Linked DNA regions of Mus musculus: region 1 is linked to region 2. Evidence: chromatin contacts called from public Hi-C data. All regions are on one chromosome and are shown on one strand. Each heading gives the region's core, a stretch centred on a gene start, on an enhancer-like site or on the middle of the called end of the contact. The rest is flanking DNA. Distances are from core to core; before and after follow the strand shown. Region 1 has its middle 77 kb from the start of Gm33430. Region 2 has its middle 36 kb from the start of 3110083C13Rik.

Region 1 (3,590 bases), core at 952-3,451, 470 kb after region 2:
TTATGGCACCCATGAGCCAGAGGCTGCATGAGAAAGGACTGCTTTAGTGCCCATGTCTAGCTTGTGAATGCATGCTAAGCCTGATACTTTATATATTTCCCCAACATTTGGTGTTCCTATTACTATTGGCTCTCATCAACATCTGGTTATTTCCACAGCTGTTTTAGTATCTCTTTAGAGCTTTCACACCCGACTTTCTCGAGCTATTTTTGATGCATACTACGTGTCCAAGATCTATCTTTTGATAAATTCACCCAGTTCATTTAATAACATATCAACATATCTTTGGTAAAAGTCCCACTTTGCGGTCAGTGGCCACATGATAGGGGTTAATTTCATACAAAATCCAGAAGCATAGTTTATTCATGTTTATTCTCTTTGAGGTCACTCTGATTCACTTTCCAAGAGGCCCAGGTGAAGTCATATTTGTGTGATCTGCTCTTTCCCGTCATCAGTATTTGTTCACAGGAAAATTTTAATTATGTTAAGTGTGTGCGTATGCGTGTGTGTGTGTGTGTGTGTGTGTGTGTGTTTGTGTGTGTATGTGTGTGAGTGTGTGTACACATGTGTGTAAGAACCCTTGGAGGACAGAAGAGGGGGTCAGAGTCTCTGGAACTGGAGTTATAGGCAGTATATAAATTGTTAGATTATTTAAAGGCAGCTGTACAGAAGGCATAAAGTAAAAGAGAACTTGGTCTGCCATTAGGTGGGACCATGTTTATCTATGAAGAGACAGCATTGTGTCACCCATGTGTGCAGATGGCCAGAATGGCCTTGTAGAGGAAGATGGAATGCATCCCTCAGCTGGGGTTATAAGCTTCCCAGAAGAGCAGCTTGGTGTGAGAGTAACTGGGAGGGGGTGCTCTGAGTTCAGAACCTTCCACACCTGGTCTGTCTATCTTCCTGTTCTGTCATTTGATGCACAGCCTGGATGGAGTCAGTTGGGTTTCAATTGCTGCTTTACTTCTGGCATAACTACAGCAAGGGTCCCCTCCCCCCTCCCCCCTACAAGGAAACAAGGTGCTATACCACTCCACAGGCAGGTATGCTGACTAAACTCTGCTTCATTCTCTATTTTCTTCTAACTGATATGGACCGAGAGCCTTGCTCAGGTTTAGGCAGAAAGAACAGACTAAAATGTAAGAGAAGATCCACGTTAATATTTCTGGCATATCATCTGACAGTTGGCTCCCAGATACAAATTAACTGGGTGACAAGAAGTCCACGTTAGCTCTGCTTCCTCAGGCAGTGTTAGGTGTCACTTTTGCTTGTCATAGGGTTAGGGTGGACCAGAATATTTCTGAGGCACTGCAAGCATTTCATCCCCAATGGCTAACTCCTTTGGAGGGGATGCCTACTTAAAGGTGAGACACATCTGTCTCAGCTGGTTCTGTGTGTGAACATCTGTATCCACTCTGGAGACTGCAGGACATGCTCTGGTTCTGGCACCAGGCATTCTTCCAGGAGCACAAAACTCAGACTGGCAGGATGAAGACAGCCCTGGGGTTCTGTCTTGCTCAATGCCACTACAGGGCTCTGCCACCTCTCTCTGGCCTACCATCTGTCCCCTGGCTCTGTGGCTTGGAGAGCAGCCATCATTGACTTCTACATTGGCTTACAACATGCACTACAAGATCCACAGCCCAGCCTTGGAAGGAAGTCCCCAGAGATGCTGCTCAGTGCTAGCCCCAGAGCCAGAGCTGATGTCAGGATAGGAGAGTTCTGGACAGAATGTGAGAGACTTATACCATGTCTGTGCTTTTTTTGATTTCTAACACAAATTTTGTTACGGGTGCTTAATGGTTTTATCTTCCTCTTCTCTGGAGACATTCCGACATTATAAATGTAAATGGAATAGGAAAACGAACTGTTGTGTGCCTATCACACAGCTTTATTCATGACATAAGTGTCCTTGTTTTCTGCTCTTTGACATGATCACTCAAGCCATTACCCCCAACTCTTTTATTCCATGTATTTATTCTTCTCCAAAGAGCTGGTTCTACTTAGATTAATTTGAGGAAATAAACTTTTTTCACATATTTTTGTCTTTCAGAAGCCCTTGTTATTTAGCAGTGGAGTAGACTCATCATAATAGCACATGTAGTCGCTTCTGCCTGTAAGCAGCCCCTGCTAGAGGGGTGTACAGCAGAGGGACACAGACAGAATGGATTGTAGACAAACCCAGACTGCTGTTGCTTCATGACTAGACTGGTGAGAACTTTCGAATGATGTCATCAGTTTGAGTGAGCGTCCAAGAGAAGGAGGAATGGGAGGAATGTGGCTGACTCTGGGGAAAAATATATTCTTCTTGAAAAGGGGGAAATAAGCATATGCTGTTTCAAACCTTTGTCCAATGAGACAGACACACTCATACTCACAACAGAGGTGCTGGGTGGACATTGACAGCCAATGAGCAAGACAGGTGGAAATGAGTTCTCTTGGGATAATGAACTTGAGTCCCTTGGATTGTGAACAATATGTTTTTATTTGTGTTTCCCAAAAGCAGATGATAACTGTGGGTTTGCTATAAATTCCATCAATCAAGGATCTCTAGACCCCATTGTTCTATACTGTTCTTTACCCCTCCCCCACTTACATGACCTGGATCATTTGTTTATCTTAGAGCATTGCTAATCTTTCTAGGAAAATCATATATGGAATTCTTTTTTTCTTAACAGAGCATCTGTTACATTCTTTTGAGTGGTTTTATGCTATCTTCACGATACCTCATCTCTCCATTTCCATAATTAAACGCATGCCTGAGTCTCTTTCATGTCTGTATTCATTCATGTAATGCCTAGTACATGTGAGATACTAGTGAGGATGAGGGCTTGTGAACTTTTGTCCCTTGGAGGGCTGGAGTCAGCCCTGGACACAAGATGCTGCAGCACTGTGTGGCACTGGATCAGGAGAAACGTCCAGTTGTGCTTGGCATTGGGGGATGCAGGTTGAGGGCACTGAGACACCAGACCATAGTCTCCTGGAGAAGCAGTGGAAGACACAAGCCTGCCTGCCAACGAGAACCTCTGAATTGCCTTAGTTTCTTTGGCTGTGACTTAAAGCCTCAGGAGAATGTAGCGGTTGTGCTTTTGATTGTCAGTACTTGATTTTGGCTGAGACTCAGATGCTTGGTCGTCTATGAAGAGCACTTGGCCCAACAGCACAGAATACCCAAGGCTCTGATCCCAGAGCATGGGGATGCCCCTAATACCAAGGGCACCATTGTCAATGACACTGTCTATAGCCTCAATGGCTGGATGCATGTGGGGGGGGGGGTGCAGAGCTTGCCAATGTGGGTAAAATAATTCAAGGAGAGAGAAGGCAATAGTTTGTAGGCACCTGGCTAGAGATAGTAAACGGGTTTCAGGGAGGATGTAACCCTAAGAGAGGCATGCAGCTTTTGCCTCTGGGGAACAATGAAGCTTTGACTTGCTGCTTTGGAGTTGGGAGTCTTAGCAAACCTTCAAAGACATCTGTTATTCCTTCAGCATTCCGAAGACACAAAGGAGACAGCCAAGTCCAGGGTCACACAGCTGTTTTGAACCAGTGGGGCCTGTGTTCAAACCTGGTTCTCTGTAGGTTAATCCTCC
Region 2 (3,453 bases), core at 456-2,955:
AACAAAAAACAAACAAACAAACAACAACAACAGAAAACCAAACCAACCAACCAAACAATCAACCAACCAACCAATCAACCAAACACCCAAACACCCTCAAAACAAAAACAAAAGCAAAACAAAACAAAACAAACAAGCAAACAGAAAAAAAAAAAAAGACTGAAGCCCAAGAACTCTCACTTACCACATGACTCTTTAAGACGGAGGATACTTTCTTTGTTTCTTCTTTTTCTTATTCCAAGGATTGTTTGAGGATGTATGGAGTCATAGAGGAGAATACTTTGTAGTTAGAGGCATGCACTTTAGTCCGTGTTCCTGTTACAGAGCCATGCGTGGCCTGTGCTTGTTAAAGCTCCTCTGCCTGCAGAAGCTTCTGCCTGGGGGGAGGGGGCGGGGCGGAGGGGAAGAGGCCAGGCCCTCACTGAGTTTGGCTTCCTTTGGTGTGTTCTGGAAAATCCAAAATTTCAGACGTCTTCCAGTGGTTTCTGAATGTAGTCTGGGTGAGAATTAAACCATTGCATCAGCTGCTCTCAAGGTGTGTTCCTCAAACCAACAGCCTCAACATGGCTTGGTAGCAGGGGAGAGGTGCAAGCCCTTAGGACTCCAGGACCACGGACTCCCACGGAGTTCCATGGTGGATCAGCCTTTAACAGCTTGATGTCTCCTGAAACTTGGGTGAAGATGCACCCGCCAAACAGCCTTTCAGCGTCTAAGAGGCTGGGCTGCCCGTTCGCTCAGCTGGCAAAGAGGATCTGCGTTTACCACCTCTTGCTAGGTGCTGCTCCAATATGCACATTAATCCCTGTGTGTCTGTCTCAGTTGTTCCTTCTAGCAAGCCTTATGTGGGGGTAGAATTGACACATAGGCGACACCTTGTTATGAAGCGTGCCACGCGTGTCAGAAACTGCAAGATGCCACAGCTGAAAGGACGGTCATCGTCCTCACAGCACCGAGAGCTTAACCAAGTTCAGATGAGATGGAAGCAATTCAGCCGCATCGGACTGAATGCTGTGGAGGAGTTCTTGGCCTGGCATGTCTTCAAGGCGTAAGATCAGCAGTATGGCCACTCTGAGGATCACCGTGGTCATAGACCTGCTTTCCTGTAAGCTAACACTCATGTAGTGTTGAAAAGGGCAAGAATCAATTCATCAGACGTGGGCGAATAAGTCTATGATGGCCTTAGCATCTTCCCAAACGGGCAGGTCCTAAGGGAGCTGACTTAGCATCTCTGCAACCCACAGTGGTCTTGACATCAGGAATCACCCTTCAGGAAGTTTCTGCAATGGTAACCTGCAGATGGGCCTGCTGAGCTAGGCCAGGAACAGGATATTTGGAGAAAGGATCTTTTGACTGTAGGCTGAAAGAAATTATTATGGTATTGTCGAGGAAGGTATATACTCACTAGAGTAACAATGGCCTTAAATATATTCACAGGATTTGGGACACTGGTTCAGCAAAGAGGGTAAATTAGGTTGGGTAGTACCGGCTCTCTCCACACGAGGGAGCCTAGATTCCTCGTTTATATTTTCTATCCGTGAACGCAATTTGTATTTTCATCTTGCCACAAATTAAACATGAGTGACTTCTGTTTTATCATTTCAGGGTTTATTTCATGTAGTTTTGATGGTTCCATGACGTTCCAAACAGTTACGTCTTTTTCTTTTGGGATTTTGGGATGCCAGGTTAAGGCACTAGAAAAACATGGACCGTGTTTCTGCTAACAGTATCCTTTTATGAGCCTGATGCTATTTGGATTATCTGCAAAAACATCTTCTTCATTAGTGACTATGAACAAGATCTGTCAGTGAAATCGTCTCAAAAATATGCCTGTGCATATTTGAAAGAGTATTTACATAACACAGAAAACAACTCGTTGATTCATTTAAACTGGAGAAACAATTGTGTGGTATATTTTCTTATTACGGTGCTTTGGAGACCTCGCTGGCAACAAGTTGGGACCTGAGTGGCTTGGCTCCTTTTCAGATGGCATTTGGGAGTAAGAAAGGGGCTGTCTGTCCCAGAGGAGGGCCTGTGTGGGGTGGGGGTGAGTACACTGCCGCCAAGAGTGGGTGAAGCAAGTGGAAACTCCCCAAAACTGGGGTGTAAATTTGCAAAAGAATATTGAACCAGGCAAAAGGGAGCAAAGAAAAGGAGAAACTTTAATGACATTGGGTTAAAGTATCAAAAGTCAGGCCCCGAGGACAGGGCTCTGCGATGCTTCAGGGTTCGGGTACACTGGCACACAAAGCAGTGTTTTTTTCTTGTTTCTTTTTTTTTCTTCTGCTTTTCTAGAGAATTCCATTTTTTTCCTCACCATAACTCTCTCCCACCATAACTTTTTCTTGCTAAATAAATATGTCACGGGCTGAGGGGACAGGTGGGCTAATTTTCCAATTCTGTATGGTTTTCTGCAGAGACTAGAGGATCTGGGAGGATGGCTTAGTGAGGAGACAGGAATGGGTGTCCTGGGGGTGGGGCAAGTGCACAAGATTGTCAGCGTGCACAAGAAAATCCAGGTGGGGCTATATGAGTCTGAGATCTCAGTGTGGAGATGGGAAGATCTCTACAGTTCACTGGCCGGCTGATCTGGCAGAACTGGTGAGCTCCAGGCTCAGCGAGGTACTCTGTTTTAACAGAGATAAACATACATGTGTACTTGAGCATGTATACACACATGTACAGGCATAAAGAAAGGAAAAGTAGAGATACCAGCACTTCTGAAACTATTGATTTTTGCTGTGCCTCGCTGCAAAGTTTGTTCCTCGTCAGAGGGATAGGGATGGGGGTTGGGAAAGCACAACAGAACAGTGTGCCGGGCTATCCTCTTACGCAGACAGAGTGTAAGCATTTTCTCTAAGACACATGCTAAAATGCTCAGTCTTTAAATTAACATGACCCCATGTTCACATGACTGACCATGTCACCCAACCTGGCTGTGAGATGCGAGGGCCTGGTTTATTTATGTCTGTAGCTGTCATCAGCAGAGATCATGAATGAGAGAGGGATGTGTGAAGTCCCAAGAGTTCCCAGGGTGCTCTACGTTGGGTCATTATCCTGGGGTAATTGGCGTTGAAAGGGTAGGACCTCTAACGAGCTGTTTCTGTCCCTAATGGCTGGGAGCCTGGAAATTAGCACAGTGCCTGCTGTTCTACATGAGTGACCCGGCCTCTGGAGAGTCCTAGTCCCTCCAGGAAGGTTCTGTGACCACCTCATGGTCACTGCAGTAATGGCAACAATTACAGAATGGCCCTTTCAGTGAGACCCCGTGTGCATCAGTTAGGGACTAATCTCATTTGAGCAACAACAGGCCTGCCTGTAATGTCCATTGACTGACCAGCACCTCAGCGTGGTTGGCTGGATGTGGCTTGCACCTCTTGTGGAAGGAGAGAGATGCAGAGGGAGATGTGATGCTGTGCCTGGCTGCAGAAATGAGGTTTGGGATGGCAAGTGAAT

Evidence for each region. A called contact is a pair of places that touch in the nucleus more often than the background predicts.
Region 1: a contact with region 2 is called in a Hi-C map of cerebellar granule neurons, with 2.7 times the contacts expected there. The contact joins two enhancer-like sites. A contact is called at or near these places in 1 of 15 datasets of contacts at CTCF or cohesin (stem cell-derived epiblast-like cells) and 27 of 484 Hi-C or Micro-C datasets (the AML12 cell line, the AtT-20 cell line, the G1E-ER4 cell line and 12 more).

What each region holds. Positions count from the first base shown.
Region 1 is chr14:58,504,465-58,508,054 of GRCm38.p6, forward strand. No RefSeq gene overlaps it. Among named protein-coding and RNA genes, the nearest start is that of Gm33430, 77 kb to the left of the region's middle. Within about 2 kb of position 2,202, at least 16 of the 459 cell types and tissues checked have an H3K27ac peak or open chromatin away from gene starts, as enhancers often do. A contact at or near this core is called in cerebellar granule neurons, where this site is marked.
Region 2 is chr14:58,033,291-58,036,743 of GRCm38.p6, forward strand. No RefSeq gene overlaps it. Among named protein-coding and RNA genes, the nearest start is that of 3110083C13Rik, 36 kb to the left of the region's middle. Within about 2 kb of position 1,706, at least 2 of the 459 cell types and tissues checked have an H3K27ac peak or open chromatin away from gene starts, as enhancers often do. A contact at or near this core is called in cerebellar granule neurons, where this site is marked.